Regions from separate parts of the Mus musculus genome. Here region 1 is linked to region 2. Evidence: chromatin contacts called from public HiChIP or PLAC-seq data. All regions are on one chromosome and are shown on one strand. The core of a region is the stretch at or near the end of the contact, and the rest is flanking DNA. Distances in the headings are between cores, read along the strand shown. Region 1 has its middle 46 kb from the start of Copb1. Region 2 overlaps Rras2 (related RAS viral (r-ras) oncogene 2).

Region 1 (7,432 bases), core at 4,769-7,268, 130 kb after region 2:
CTGGCTAGTTTTATGTCAACTTGACACAACCTAGAGTCATCTGAGAGGAGGGAACCTCAGTTAAGAAAATGTCTCCACAAGATCAGGCTACAGGCAAACCTGGAAGACATTTTCTTTTTTTTTCTTTTTTTTTTTTTTTTAATATGCTTCCTTTTTTTAAAGATTTATTTATTTATTAATTATATATAAGTACACTGTAGCTGTCTTCAGATATTCCAGAAGAAGGCATCAGATCTCATTATGGATGGTTGTGAGCCACCATGTGGTTGCTGGGATTTGAACTCAGGACCTTCAGAAGAGCAGTCGGTGCTCTTAACCACTGAGCCATCTCGCCAGCCCGGAAGACATTTTCTTAGTGATTGATGGGGGAGGGCTCAGTCTATTGTGGGTGGTTGCCATCTCTGGGCTGATGGTCCTGGGTTCTATAAAAAACGCAGGCTGAGCAAGCCATGAGGAACAAGCCAGTAAGCAGTAATCCATGGCCTCTGCTTCAGCTCCTGCCCCCAGGTTCTGCCCTGTTTGCGTTCCTGTCCTGATTTCTTATAGAGATGAATAGTGATATGGAACTGCAAACCAAATATATCTTTTCTTCTGTTGCTTCTGGTCATGGTGTTTCATTGCAGCAATAATAATCCTACTAAGACACTCAAGCATATTTATGCTTTGATGGTTTAGTTCAAAATCATTTCTTTATGAAGCCACACCTGACTCCCTGTGACAGCCATCTGCGTTCCCACAGCAGTATGTACACTTCCCTATGATTCAAGTAGTTAGACAGTGCTGTGGCTCACCGTTCGGACCCTGAAGTGCTCACTAGACTCTATGTCACCACCTAACTTCAAGACACAGCTCTAGATGTGCAGGAGATTATCAGCCAGAACCTGGGGTCCTGATGTGTCTCCAGACTGTTCCTTTCTACTGACAAGAGAGGAGGGAATCTTACAGCACTGCAAAGCCAGGGCACTCTCTCTTGGGGCTTTTCCAGAGTTGTTAAAGTTAAAGGTATAAACTGAGACTTGTGCTTGTATGTCATTACCTAATCTTATTTTATAACAGTACCCATGGGCATGCATTCTGTACAAAGTGCTTGAGTGCCTGGATCTTACAGGTTGTATTTGGGGCTGGTGAGATGGCTCAGCAGTTAAGAGCACTGGCTGTCAGCCGGGCAGTGGTGGTGCACACCTTTAATTCCAGCACTGGGGAGGCAGAGGCAGGTTTCTGAGTTCAAGGCCAGCCTGGTCTACAGAGTGAGTTCCAGGACAGCCTGGGCTACACAGAGAAACCCTGTCTCAGAGTACTGGCTGTCCTTCTTCCAGAGGTCCTGAGTTCAATTCCCAGCAACCACATGGTGGCTCGCAACCATCTATAAAGAGATTGATGCTCTCTCTGGCATGCATGTGTACATGCAGACAGAGCACTCATATGTCAAAAAAAAAAAACATAAGTTATATTTCATAGATGCCTGGGCCAGGGGTGGGGCACCCAGAAGCTAAACTGTCATTTGTTGCCACCACAAAAATGTTGATGCATTTAATTCAATTTGATGACCAGGGAATGACAGTACATGATACAAAAGCACCAGGAGCATACACAGCCACAGGACAAGCCACCAGACTGCAGTCTGCCAGCTGACTGTCTCCATGACACTGCTTTAGTTCTTTAAAAATTCAATAGTAGGTATTAAAGTGCTAGGAATAACTGTGAGAAAAAGCACAAAATCTACAAAATTCTATCAGTTTGTGTTATCTTGGGAGAAGGACCATCATTATCTGCTTCCAGCTTCGAGAACACACGAGCCTGGCCTGTGGAATTCTAGTATTCTGGCATAGGTAGTCGGGAACCCACGCTCTTAGCAGAGAAAACAGTCAGACCTTGACTCATGGTGAGGGGCCACTGGGGGCATGGTGGTGGTGGATGAATGACTTTGTTGATTCATTCAATTCACCACCGTGTGCGTGCGTGCGTGCGTGTGTGTGTGTGTGTGTGTGTGTGTGTGTGTGTGTATGTATGTAAGTATGTGTTGTCCCTCAGGGGAATATATATATATATTGTTGGGTTTTAAGAAATAAGTTGGGGCTGAAGAGATGGCTCAGCGGTTAAGAGCACTGATTGCTCTTCCGAAGGTACTGAGTTCAAATCCCAGCAACCATATGGTGGCTCAAAACCATTTGTAATGGGATCTGATGCCCTCTTCTGCGTCTGAAGACAGCTACAGTGTATTTAGATATAATAATAATTAAACCTTTAAAAAAAAAAAAGAAAGAAGTTTGCATAGCTTAGTACTTCAGTGACTTTCCCAGACTCATCTAGTCAGATGGCATTTTCTTGACAGCCTGGCTGTGGAATCCTCAGGGTCCCCACCCTCCTGGGAGAATGCAGGGCTTTCTCAGGGAGGAATGCCAGCTCTCTGGGTGGGCCCAAGTAGGCTGAGGCTTCAGCTATTTTGAAGCCCAAGAGATCAAGATCACAGATCTAAAAAATCACAAGAGCTGGAATGGTGGTGGTGGTGGTGGGTTTGGTAGGATATCAAACATTTACTTTTTCATTTTTTAAAGTCATTAGTTATCATTCTTTATTGGCAAGATTTGATACTCTGGCCTTTTTTCTGTCATATACAGGGTGAGCTTACTTGGTCCTACTGGTACTTGCTGGTTGCTGTTGAGTCTTCTAACATCTATTTTCAAGCTGTACTAGGTATATAATTAATATATTTCCATTTGACTCTCCTGGATAGATTGGCAGTGTAACTGGCATGCTTATCTTAATATTAAGCACATAGATTCTTATTCAATCATCTTTTTCTGTTATTTTACATCCACCGTGTAATTCACAGACTTAAAAATAAACTGTTGTATGTGTGTGTTGGGGGCTGCACATGCCATGGCATACACCTTACACGGGTTCTGTGAGGCTAGAACTTAGGTCATCAGGGTTACACTGTGCTGTGTGTAAGTAAACGTCTACTCACCCCAGGCAGGGTGACCTGGTGGCAGACCAAAGTAAGGAGACCACCAAAGTCCAGCTTGGTAAACCAATGAGTTTTATGAGGCTTACCTACAAGTTTATGGGTGAGGGGTTTTTACCGGAGTAGAAATGACTCAAAGACAACTGCAAAGTCATAACATACCCCAACATGTGACAGCTCACGCAAGCTCTGAAGAGCACTGCACAGCCTGCCGGTAGGAGATTCTTTCCCGGTTGCTCTGTTGCTCTGAGCCTCATCTAAGCAGCTCACCTGGTGGTTTTCGTCTCTTTCAGGTGGCTTAGCTCTTCTGAGAGTGACTCTAAGCAAGCCATATATATGTATATATGGAAGGGCCTAGTGAGTCTGGTCCTGAGGCTATTAAGTTCTTTACTACTTGAGCCTAAGTTTGGTCAACTTCCCTGTAGGATGCAATGTTTCCTTTCCCCTAAGAACATCCAGGTGTTTCACCTCCTCTTTAGCATACTATGTCTTAAGGGGCTTCCCTCTAAAATGAAAGGTTTAAGCTTAAAGGAAATTGTGATATTGCACATCATCGGCCTTCAAACACCTTTACCCATGTTTACCATCTTACTGGCCCCATTTTGGTAAGTCATGATTCTATAAAATTTATGTTTAAAAGATGATTAAAATCTTTGGACTCCTCTTTTTTTACAGTGTCTCTCAAAATAGTATTATCAAGGAAGAGTTTGAGAAGTCAGGGAACTGTATAGCTACTTTTTTTTTTTCATAGGTATATAAACGATTTATTAACAGCAAGGCCGGGAGACTCATTTCTTCTTGGATATACCCACAGTATGGCCCCTGCAGCCAGTGATCTTGGTGTGCTGACCGCAGACACGAAGGTCCCAAAAGTGGCGCAGCCCTCTATGGGCTCGAATTTTCTTCAGCCGCTCCAGGTCCTCACGCAGCTTGTTGTCTAGACCGTTGGCCAGAACCTGGCTGTACTTCCCATTCTTCACATCCTTCTATCTGTCCAGGAACCAATCCGGAATCTTGTACTGTCGTGGGTTCTGCATGATGGTGATCACTCGCTCCATCTCATACTCCATGTGAGTTCTCCAGCCCTCTTGGTGAGGTCAGTATCTGCTTTCCTCAACACCACATGAGCATAGCTCCGCCCCATGCCCTTAATGGCAGTGATGGTGAAGGCTATTTCCCCCGCCCATCGATGTTGGTGTTGAGCCTCGAAAATGTGCTGGGACTTCTCAGGGATCACTAGAGACACGGCGGTGGCACAGACAGCGGCGGCATGTAGGCCTCCTGTGCTACTTTTTATTTTTTTATTTTTTTTAATACAGGAGGGCTTCTCTAGATTGTCATGGATGTCCTCACAATGTACAGCAGGCTGGTCTCAAATTTAGAGATCCACCTGCCTCTGCCTCCTGAGTGCTAGGATTAAAAGCATGGCCACCATGCCTGGCTCACTCCTCTTTTTTTAAAAAGCATAATTTTAAAAGTTATACATAAAATTTATGTTTAGGCTACTGTAGTGTGTGTTAAAGAAGACAAGAAACTACGTTAGGGTAATGACACTGTCTTTGGGATAAAAACAAAAAACAAAACAAAAACCCTCAAAACAAACAACAAAACAAACTACAAGAATACTGAAGAAGGAAACATAGAATTTAGAATTTGATGAATGGGAAAGCAGAATTAAGGTTTCTAGCAAAGTGACACAGAACACAGCAGAAGATTTAGGGTGTGACATATATTTCTTCAGTGCTGGGACTGAGCCCATACCTGTCACATGTTAGGCAAGAGGTCTCCCACTGAGCTGCACCCCTCCCCCCCATTTCATGTTAAGGAGATAATGGTAAAATACAAGGCTTTTGGTGGGGGGTATGGATTTTTTTTTTAAGCTAGACACTCCAGAAGTGAATTAGCTAAACTGTTTCATTTTATAGATAACAAGACAGGTCCAGGCATTATTTTCAGAAAGCTACTTAGAGAGTTGGGATTAGCCTTGTTCACGACTGTCAGTCCACCAAGCTGCTATCTACTGTACATCCTACTGGCCTTACTTTTATTTCAGATACAAGCACTGGAGTGTTCTTAGAACCCTACATAGCATGTAGAACCTCAGGTAAAACACATGAATCCTGCCTGCACTCTTGTCACTCACTGCATGGCACAAGTCCCAATCAAAGATGCGCTGCTACTGCTAGATGGAGAACACAGGGAGGATGTGGTCAGATGATCAGAAATCCCTAGACAGCACTCTGCTACTGTAACTGATACATGTTTTTAAAGGACCAGTCATGTGACTGTCATTCTCCAAGTAATCAAGCCTACCTATTAGAGACCATCCTTAGGAATATGGGTAGATAGCCACAACTGAGACAACTTGATAAGTGAAGGGTCAAGAACTTTATGAAAACAACACAAGACAGTTGAGGCGCAGTGATATCTCAAAAACGTCTCAAGAAAAGAAAACTTCTTCTAAGTAAAAAACACCAAAAAGCACACAAGTAGAATATAAAACAAGGAACTAAATTCTGAGGGAGGCAAAATAATTGGATTGGTTTTCCTCTTTTTGTAAGAAGGGTGAATGGGGACGAAAGGAATGCACATTTACTGGTGAATGTTTACTATAATACCAAGTGTGGTACTATAAATGTATTATATCACGGCATCAACTCTGGAAAGTAGATACAAGAACCCTCACATACAAGGCGAGGGATAAGGCACAAGAACAGGTAGAAGTGATAATGAGATTAACTACAAGATACCCTGGTTTTATATCTGGGCTCATCTCTTTTAAGCCTTAAGTAACTTAACCTCTTCTAAGACTGTAGCCATAATCTGCAAATGATGACAGCAGTTTCCCCTCACAGGGTCATTATGAGGACTATAGATGTCATGGGAAAAAGCACTCAGCGTTGCACCTGGCACAGATAAAATACTTAGTAGCTGGAGTTTATTTTACTTACTTTGTGCTGGAGATCAAAGGTCCCGGCATGGCATGCTAGGCAGGTGCTCTACCACTTAGCTATATGCCAAGCCACAAGGTTAGTACTTCAGGATTGTTTAAGATCATACAGCAAGTGCGTGGCAGACAAGGTTTTTTATGTAGCAGCAAACTCACTGAACCACACTGCTGTACCACATTGTTCTTTTTAGCTCCTGAGATCTGGAGGAAGACAGAGCTTTGAGAGAACGCAAACACTAGTGATGTACTGCCATTCTAGAGAGGGCCAGAAGGTGATCAGTTAGTTTGACCAGCCATACTATAACTTTAGTGCAACCCTTTACTTGGTGGGTGGTACTAGGAATTAAACCCAGGACCTTCACATATACTACTATCATTGAGTTACATCTCTAGCCCTTTTAACCAATTTCCCTTTAACCCTTTTTATCCTTTGTATCACCTGTTTATAAAGTACATTTCTATTATAACCTCCTCTTCTAATTACCATCTTATCTCTATTTCTCCTCAGTGGGTACATGACTAAGACAATAATTGTCTCTTCTCTAGAATCCATCAATAGCCAAAAACTCAGAAAGGAGGGGTAGTGTCCTATTAACACCTCTCTGACTCATTGTTTGCTGATACGTCCAGTCTTGTGTGGGTTCACTACAGGTGGCTATAGCTGCTGTGATGTCATGACTTGTGGGGAATTGCAGGCTGGTCTCCAGTCGAGCTGAGGTCTGAACCCCGATGGTCATAATTCACCTTCATGACACGGTAGGCGTTCCCTCATGCTCCTGGAACTCTGGCCCCTGCCTAAGTTACCAGCTCCCACAGCCCCCACAAGAGAAGCATGGTCAGTAGTCACATAGACAATGGCCCAAGCTTCTGACCTTCAGGCTAAACTCCTCTCCAGTTACCTAGCAACAGTGAAGACCATAAAAAGGGGTGTTCAGCCCCCACCTCGCTCTCTTACTCTTATGCTCTCTCTCGCTCCTTTGTCCCCTTACCTCCCACTTCTCTCCTCTTCCCTTTCTCTGTCTTCTTCTTTCCTCTCCTTTCTTCCTCTTTCTCTGTAGCCTTCTCTATTTCCACCTCTTTCTCCCTGCATTTCTATAATAAAGCTCTTAAACCATAGAGTCTCTGCTCCATCTAGATTCACTATACCACTCTTGCCAGTGTTGGGAACCTCTTCACTATTCCCTCTCTCCTATAGCCCTGGGGCGACAGGGTGTCGCCTCGGGGGCTGCCCCTTTTCCAATCCCCCTGCCAGATGGGTCAGAGGCTTGCGTGCCCACCTGGGGCCAAGTGGAAAGCATCCCGGCAGCCCCTCAATGTTTGTCTCTGCCTGCCCAGAGCACAGGAACGTTTGGTCCCTTTTCCCTTCCCCTTCTTCCCCAGGGCCTCCCCTGCCCCAACTTTTTTTGTTCCCAACAATGACTGGCTATGTTGTGTTCAGATATAGCATTTCACAGCCCTTCTCCTGATTTCCAGGCTCTTAGTCTTTCTATCATTCTCCAAGATGTTCCCTTAGCCTT
Region 2 (7,533 bases), core at 2,399-4,898:
TCTTTCTGATCAAGGTTTTGCCTACCTCTATGGTACTGTGATGTATTTAGCTAATACAATGTGTCAAAAATAATGTTAGGTTTTAAGAAAAGTTTTGCTACAAGTTGAATCTCTGCTATGTCTTAGCTGTAGGGTTTACAGTCAACCCCAGATCCCTATAGATACACCAAGGTTAATTGCTTGCAAAGTTAAAATGATAATTACTCGCCAAAGTTTGTAATAAAGACTGAAATGCAACATGGGAAAATTCTCTAGCCTTGCAATACCATGCACCCCTCTCTAGGTTTTGCACAGTAAATACTGGAAGGAGTACAGCCTCCACTGGGTCATCAGACCAGGTCATCTCACTCAAAAGCTACATGGCCAGGAGAATGTTTCTTTCTTTTTTTTTTTTTTCCTTCCATTTTTTTATTAGGTATTTTCTTCATTTACATTTCCAATGTTATCCCAAAAATCCCCCCTCCCCTCCCCTCCCCCTCCCGTCCCCTCCCTCAGAGAATGTTTCTTCATCTTTTGAAACTTAATTTCCTTACCATTAAAATGCATATAGCCATTCATATTTGAAAAGTCCATATTGTAACATACTTGCTATATTGGCTTGGCTCAAAATATAAATTCAAAACTTGGCTCTTGTCCCTTCCACACATAGAAAGGAAGGAAGGCTGCTTTATCTGCAGGTAGATGGCCAACTCACACAGAGCTGTAACCTTTGCCACCTATCCAATGTCCTAAATCCCAATTTCTTTTCCTAACTCTTCTAGAACAGAGAAAAGTCTGTAGATATAAAACCAGGAGCTCATGTAAACAAAAAACAAAAACAAAAACAAAACAAAAAACAAAAAAAAACTCTACTGTTCTTCCAGAGGTCCTGAGTTCAATTCCCAGAAACCACATAGTGACTCACAACTATCTGTAATGGGATCTGATGCCCTCTTCTGGTGTGTCTGAAGATAGCAACAGTGTACTCACATAAAATTAATTTAAAACAAAACAAAACTTTATGTGAATCTGTCAGAGTCACCAGCTCTTACCAATAAGGAAGCTATACCTGCCAAACACACTGTACTTGAGCTGGGGTTCAAAGCCTGGCTTCTCACCCCGCTTACAAGTTCTCAGAAGGACCTCCATCAACAAATAAACATTGATAAATAAATCAATAGGGATGTGGACTCTGAAGAAAAAAAGGAGACTGTCAGTGTCATGTGGACAGGAGAACAGAACACAATGACCAAAGAAGACTTCACTGATCATGACACAGATGAGAGAAGCGGAGATGGCGAGAAGGCGAGAGCCATGCAGCTTCTAAAGAGAAGATCCAGGGGGAACTAACAGTGAAACCCTGTGGGGCTGGAGGAGCAACAGGAAGTGGCCACATAGAAAGCAAGACTAGCCCCTGAGGTCACTAGGAGGCAGGCTCCTCCTGTGGGCCACAGTGAGGACTCTGGAATGTATTCAAAGAGTGAAACCACTGGCATTTGAAGCTGGCACCTACCTGAGAAACTTTTGATAAATCATGAAGAGCAATGGTTTGCCCTGGGATGGTGGCTGTACCAGCGACAAGAAGTAGCCAGATCTGTGTGTGGAGAGGCCAGTAGGTGACAAATCGGATGTTGACTCAGGGTCTGTCAGAGGGACTTGATGGTACGAGGACTTCACCGCTAACTGGAAGAATGGCACTCTCATCTATGGAGCCTCCCCAGGCAGCAGGAGGGAGAAGACTGAGAACTAAGAGGGACCCATGCTCTGTTGTCACACTTCCTGCATGTCTGTTTCGCGGCATAATGGAGGGAAGCATAACACTGGAAGCAAGGTCCTAGGATCAGACGATCAGACAGAGGGAAGTAGGGGTGGTGTCCAGGACTGGAGGGTGGGGAAAATGCCCATGGGGGCGGGGTGATGAAAATTGAAAAATTGTTGGAAAAGAACAAAGAAAATGGTAGCCAGGAGATGGAAATGGCTCAGCTGGTAAAGGTGCCAGCCGCCAAACCTGAGGAGCCATGATTGACTCTCTAAACCCATGTGGTGGAAGGAGAGACCCATCAGCTTAGACGATAGCGAGCTGTCTCTAACCGCCACAAGTATGTTATGGCCTATGTGTGTACTTGCACACACAGCTAAGTAATCACATGTAATAAAAAGTTTTTAAGGAAAAAAGTCAGGCAGTCAGAAGGAGAAAGTAGTTTACAAAGTTGGCAAAGATAAACAGGTGTCAGTGGTAGACATGGCATTGAGAACAGCAACAACAAAGAGTGCTTCCGTGTCCTCCAGCGTGGACCAGGCTCTGCTCTATCTTAAACACACAGACAAGGCAACTGGAAGAAAGAGATTACCAAAATGGCTGTGTAACCTGCTTATATAGCAGGCGGAAAGGAGAGCCCAAGTTTCTCGAACTCGAGCTCCCCTTGGGTTAAGCACCTGTTTTAGACAAGCAAGGTCTTTCTTTACTACTTAGCCTGTGTCTATCTCTTCTCTCTCCCTGAATGCGGCTTTCCTTCAGGCCTTGCCAGGCAATGACCAGAGGGGTTCTAATACTTCCTATCAAAGGGCATGCCTCAAGAACCTTCCAGACACAATCAGGACAGTGTGCATCCATACATCACGCCTGGTACTTCTCTCAAGGTTCTGAGGGAAAAAAAGTTTCATTGGTTTAAAAACATTTTTATATAGGTCAGACATAGTTAATCTTACCTCTCAGAAGGCAAAAATCAAGGGACCTCTGTTGAATGGAGGCCAGAACAGGCACAGTGAGACCCTGTCTTCAAAAAAAGAGTATTTAGGAAAATGTAAGTCTGAAAGTCATTTTGGTAACGTATTTTTAATGTGCTACTTCACAGGAACATAGCAGGGGATGAAGGGAACGCACGACACATTACCATCAGTACACCAGCATGGTGTGTCTCAGCAGCAGCTGCTGGGAAAAAGGGAATGACCTGCATGCCCCTGAAATGACTGGATAACTGAACCACAGCATATCCAGCACAGGACAGTAAGCAGCCACTGAAAGGAAGAAGCCAAGGGCTGGAAAGATGGCTCCGTGGGTCAAGTGGTTGTTAGATGAGTATGAGTTCCAGATGAGTGGATCCCAGCTCCTCGCTCGTCAGTCAGGGTAGCCATCAGGGCAAGCTAAGGGCTCAGTGAAAGGTTCTATGTCAAAACACAGCAATAGAAGAAAACACCTGACATTGGCCTCTGGTCTCCACGGGCACACACACATACTACTGGATGTGTGTACGTGTATACACACACACACACAGAGTATCCACAGCACACTAAATTCATTCATTCAGCAGATACTTGTGGGACGCTTCCTGCCTGCGGCTGGTGGTGTAATTTCTGAACTTTACATTTCAGCATCGAAAACACAAGCACAAGAACAGATGACCATTTCTTGAAATGCATGAAACAAAATACCACACCAGACTAATGTGGGTAGAAGGATGAGAAGGGAGACGGGCTGTTGTTTTTATAAACTGTAATGTCAAACGGTATAGCTGTGAATTCACCTCAAGCTTTACCATTTCGTTCCCACAGTAAGAACTTCGTTCCCACAGTAAGAACTACATTCTCGGGGGGCTGTCCTCTCAGAATGGGGAAGAAGAAAGAATGTCCTCGGCAGGTTCCCTCCAAACCACATGCCTGGAGGCCGGGCCCATATTTCTCAGAAAGAGGCTGGGCCAGCCTCCACTCCCGAATCTTAATCTCATACACCCACTGGCAAGCTGCAGTTGTTTTTGTAAAAATTCCCTTCTCGTGGCACACAAATTTAACTTAGGCTGGATCGCTGGACGAACCGTGAGTCTTTTAAGTGGAGACAAACATGACTTATATTAAAAGGAACCACAAAAACGTTTACAGAAATAACCAGGAATGTAGGTTTTTAAAAGTCAAGACAAAACGGCACAGTCACAGAATTTAAGACCTTGCTCACACCATTTAAAGGCTTAAATTATAGCTTGTGCGTGAGTTCTGCCTAATTTCACAGCACAAGACTGCCACATCAGCCGCAAGCCACATGAAGAGAAACCACGAAAATGAATTCCAAATTGCATTTAGAGTGTGACGTAGCTAATCCATATCTATTATTACATTTGGTAAAACGTACTTTCACCTGCTTATTAGCAAATTTGCGGTGAGGGTAACTCACTGTAGCGGTGGGTTGAAATAGGGTACCAAGAACACATACATACCCATTCCTAACCCCTGGTGCCTGAGACTGTGACCTTATTTGGAAATAGGGACTTCGGTAGATATAATTAAGAAGCTCAAGGTGAGATCATGCTGGAACTAAAGCCAGTGACTGCCATACTTATGAGAAAAAGGAGAGAGTTGACTGAGGCACACAGAAAAGACCACGGGAAGGAAGCCTGGAGTGAGCTGCGACCGACTGAGAACACCCAGGCAGGCCGGCAAGTGGCCTTCCCTTTGAGAGTTCAGAACTGACCAACTGATGAACAATCTGGACTCTGAGCGTTCAGCAATGAAAATACAAACTTGCCTTGCTTCAGACACCAAGTTTGTGATCATTTGTCACAGCAGCCCCAGGAAACTAACAGGCACCTATCAGATTGACCAGCCTAAATGTTCTGCGCATGTAAAAGCCAAGAGGAATAGTTAACAAAAAGGATTTTCTCCTCCTCAACTACTGAGACAGAAGGCAAACTGTCCACAGGCCAGCTTTATACAGGGAGAGTAAAATGAGACTTGTTTCCTTTCACTAAACTGGAGACTCAGTTTCCAAAGGCACAATAAACAAAAGCGGGGGGGGGGGGGGGGGGGGAATCTTACTATTTGTTTCTTAATGTATTACAATACATCTGAAAGAAAGAGAGAGAGAGAGAGAGAGAGAGAGAGAGGGAGAGAGAGGGAGGAAGGGAGGAAGGGAGGAAGGGAGGGAGGGAGGGAGGGGGAAGGAGGAAGGGGGGAGAAGGGAGGGAGGGAGGGAGGGAGGGAGGGAGGGAGGGAGGGAGGGAGGGAGGGAGGGAGGGAGGGAGGGAGGGAGGGAGGGAGGGAGGGAAGGCACTAGGACTAGCATACAGAGGCCGTGCCAGAGCAGGGCCCTGTGCATCACAGACTCGCACAGGTGCAGCCACTTCAGGGTGAACTGGATGGAGTGTGCCAGCCCACACCTGTAGTCCCAGTCACTGCTGCTGGTGTGGTTAAGGCAAGGGTCATACCAGCTGAGGAATTAGAACAGCCTAAGGAACAAATCAGGATTTGGGGGGGGGGGGGGTCATGGCAGACCACACCTTTAATCCCAGCACTGGGGAGACAGATCTCTGTGAGGCCAGCCTGGTATACATAGTGACTTAGAGTCCAGCCAAGACTACACAGTAAGACCCTGTCTCAAAAAAAATTTTTTTAGAAGTAAATTTTACTGTTTATTTTGAGTTTGGTTTCTGCTTTAAAATAGTAATCATCCAAATTGAAAAACTGGAAAAATATTGACAGACAGACAGACAAAACACACACACACACACAAACCCTTTAGGCCTCATCTTTAAAACACAAATCCTTCTTTCAATTACTTCTTACATTCAACTTAACACGTGAAATTAAATACCTATTTTCTATTTTGCAAGTCCATTAACTTTCTGAAACTGTTCAACTGAAGTTCATCCTTTAAGGTTTTGTTTACAATCAGGTTCACACGGCAGTTACAGATAACTAGGAAGCTGAGAACTTAAGGTGGAAATTCTGATCTAATTATAAAGTAAGCCTTGTAATTGAAAGAGACAAATGGGAACTCCAAGGAGAGGTCCACTGTAATGGGGGTTTCCGACTGGGTGCTTTCCCTTGGGCATTTTGGGTTCTGGGCGGTTCTGGTCTATAAGCATAATTTACATATCAACTAAGCCCTCAGTTTAGAAGTAACAGTGAAGAAGTGCAGGAAAGCAAGAGAGACCAAAACATTAGCAGGTCTTATCAAAGACCAATGATAGTCCACATTTCCCTTTAATTGTATCTTTTAATATATTTATATATGCACATGTGTGCACAGCACTTAGATGGCATCACCAGTAGATGCAGAGGGGCTGGAGAGATGGCTCGGTGGTTAAGGTGTGCTCTGGCAGAGGACCTGAGTTTGATTCCTGGCACCCACAGGGCAGCTCACAACCATCTGTAACTACAGTTCCAGGGGGTTCGGGGAAGTAAGGGGTGGGGATGAAGGAGGTGGGACATGCTTTTAATACCAGCAATTCAGGAGGTGAAACCGACTATGGCTAGACTAGTCTACAGCGTGAGTTCCAGGAAAGCCAGAGAAACCCTGTCTTGAAAAAAAGGTCCTCTTCTGGCCTCTTTGGACACCTGGCTCACACATGGTATGACAGACAAAACATTCATATACATAATCTAAAAAAAAAAATTGCAAGGCATGGTGGCTTATAACTACTCTAGAGGTAGAAGTAGGCAAATATCTGAATAAGGCCAGCCTGGTGGTCTATACAGAGTTCTAGAACAGTTACGGCTACACAGGAACACACCATCTCAAAAGGAAGGAAGGAAGGAAGGAAGGAGGGAGGGAGGGAGGGAGGGGAAGAGAAGAGAAGAGAAGAGAAGAGAAGAGAAGAGAAGAGAAGAGAAGAGAAGAGAAGAGAAGAGAAGAGGAGAGGAGAGGAAAGAAAAGAGAAAAAGTAGGAGGAAGAGTAACTCTCTTACAGTGGAAAAAGCTAAAACTACAATAAGCAAAAGCTTGATTTTTCTGCCAAATAAAATCTCTGAATGCATTTCAACTTTTTTTTACGATATCTAGTTTATTTTATTTATATATGAGAGTTGTGTTCTTCCTGTTTGTACCTGCATGAGGTGTCACATCTCCTTGATGGATCCTTGTCACGGAGGTGTGGGAACCAAGCTTGGGTTCCCTGGAACCCAAGACCACCAAGGAGCCTCTCCAGCTTCTCTGAAAGCAGTTTTAAATAGCCATGTTTTTGATAAGAACATAAATTTTACCAGCCAGAGGTTAAATGTTTATACTACAGTCCTATGTAGGTATGGTTATTCAAAACTGCAATGCCAAGTCTGGTGACTCACAAAGACTGCCTAGGTTTTATAGTGAGACCCTTTCTCAAAAGCAAAACAACTAAAACCATAAACATCCCACACATTAAACACGAGCTATGCACAATGGCTTCCTCCAAATAAATAAATAAATAAATAAATAAAGCAGTGGGCAGGGGGGGTCCTCAGGATTCACAGACAAATATGGCCGCCAGTCAGAGTCAACTCCAGCAGTCATGATGGCCGCCAGTCAGAGTCAACTCCAGCAGTCATGAAGCACACACCAGTTTGCACCCTGGGTATGACATAATGAAACCAGTGCTTTAGCTCTGCATCTCTCTTCCAACCCCCATAACCCTAGGCTTGCCGTGAGAAAAGAGTCAGGGCCAGCCAAACAAAGGTAAGCCACCCAGGAGGAGTCCAAGAAGACATGGATGGGGGTGCAGTGTGTTACCCTGGTGGGACCCAGACAGAAAAGGCATTAGATAAAAACCACAGAAATCTGAATGAAGATACTTAGAAATTTTATATAGT

The links. HiChIP or PLAC-seq counts read pairs in DNA pulled down with a chosen protein or histone mark.
Region 1: a contact with region 2 is called in a CTCF HiChIP or PLAC-seq map of CD8 T cells, with 13 read pairs. The contact joins two enhancer-like sites. A contact is called at or near these places in 5 of 39 promoter capture datasets (the 3T3-L1 cell line, HPC-7-derived erythroid cells, hippocampal neurons and 1 more), 2 of 15 datasets of contacts at CTCF or cohesin (CD8 T cells and the NIH/3T3 cell line), 55 of 484 Hi-C or Micro-C datasets (the 3T3-L1 cell line, 3T3-L1-derived adipocytes, the C10 cell line and 38 more), 20 of 115 datasets of contacts at active chromatin or transcription factors (CD8 T cells, the NIH/3T3 cell line, Th17 cells and 11 more) and 3 of 9 other capture datasets (adipose tissue, liver and pancreatic islet).

The regions. Positions count from the first base shown.
Region 1 is chr7:114,204,878-114,212,309 of GRCm38.p6, forward strand. No RefSeq gene overlaps it. Among named protein-coding and RNA genes, the nearest start is that of Copb1, 46 kb to the right of the region's middle. Within about 2 kb of position 6,019, at least 20 of the 459 cell types and tissues checked have an H3K27ac peak or open chromatin away from gene starts, as enhancers often do. A contact at or near this core is called in CD8 T cells and regulatory T cells, where this site is marked.
Region 2 is chr7:114,078,168-114,085,700 of GRCm38.p6, forward strand. All of the region lies in intron 1 of Rras2 (related RAS viral (r-ras) oncogene 2), which reads right to left. Among named protein-coding and RNA genes, the nearest start is that of Rras2, 36 kb to the right of the region's middle. Within about 2 kb of position 3,649, at least 34 of the 459 cell types and tissues checked have an H3K27ac peak or open chromatin away from gene starts, as enhancers often do. A contact at or near this core is called in CD8 T cells and regulatory T cells, where this site is marked.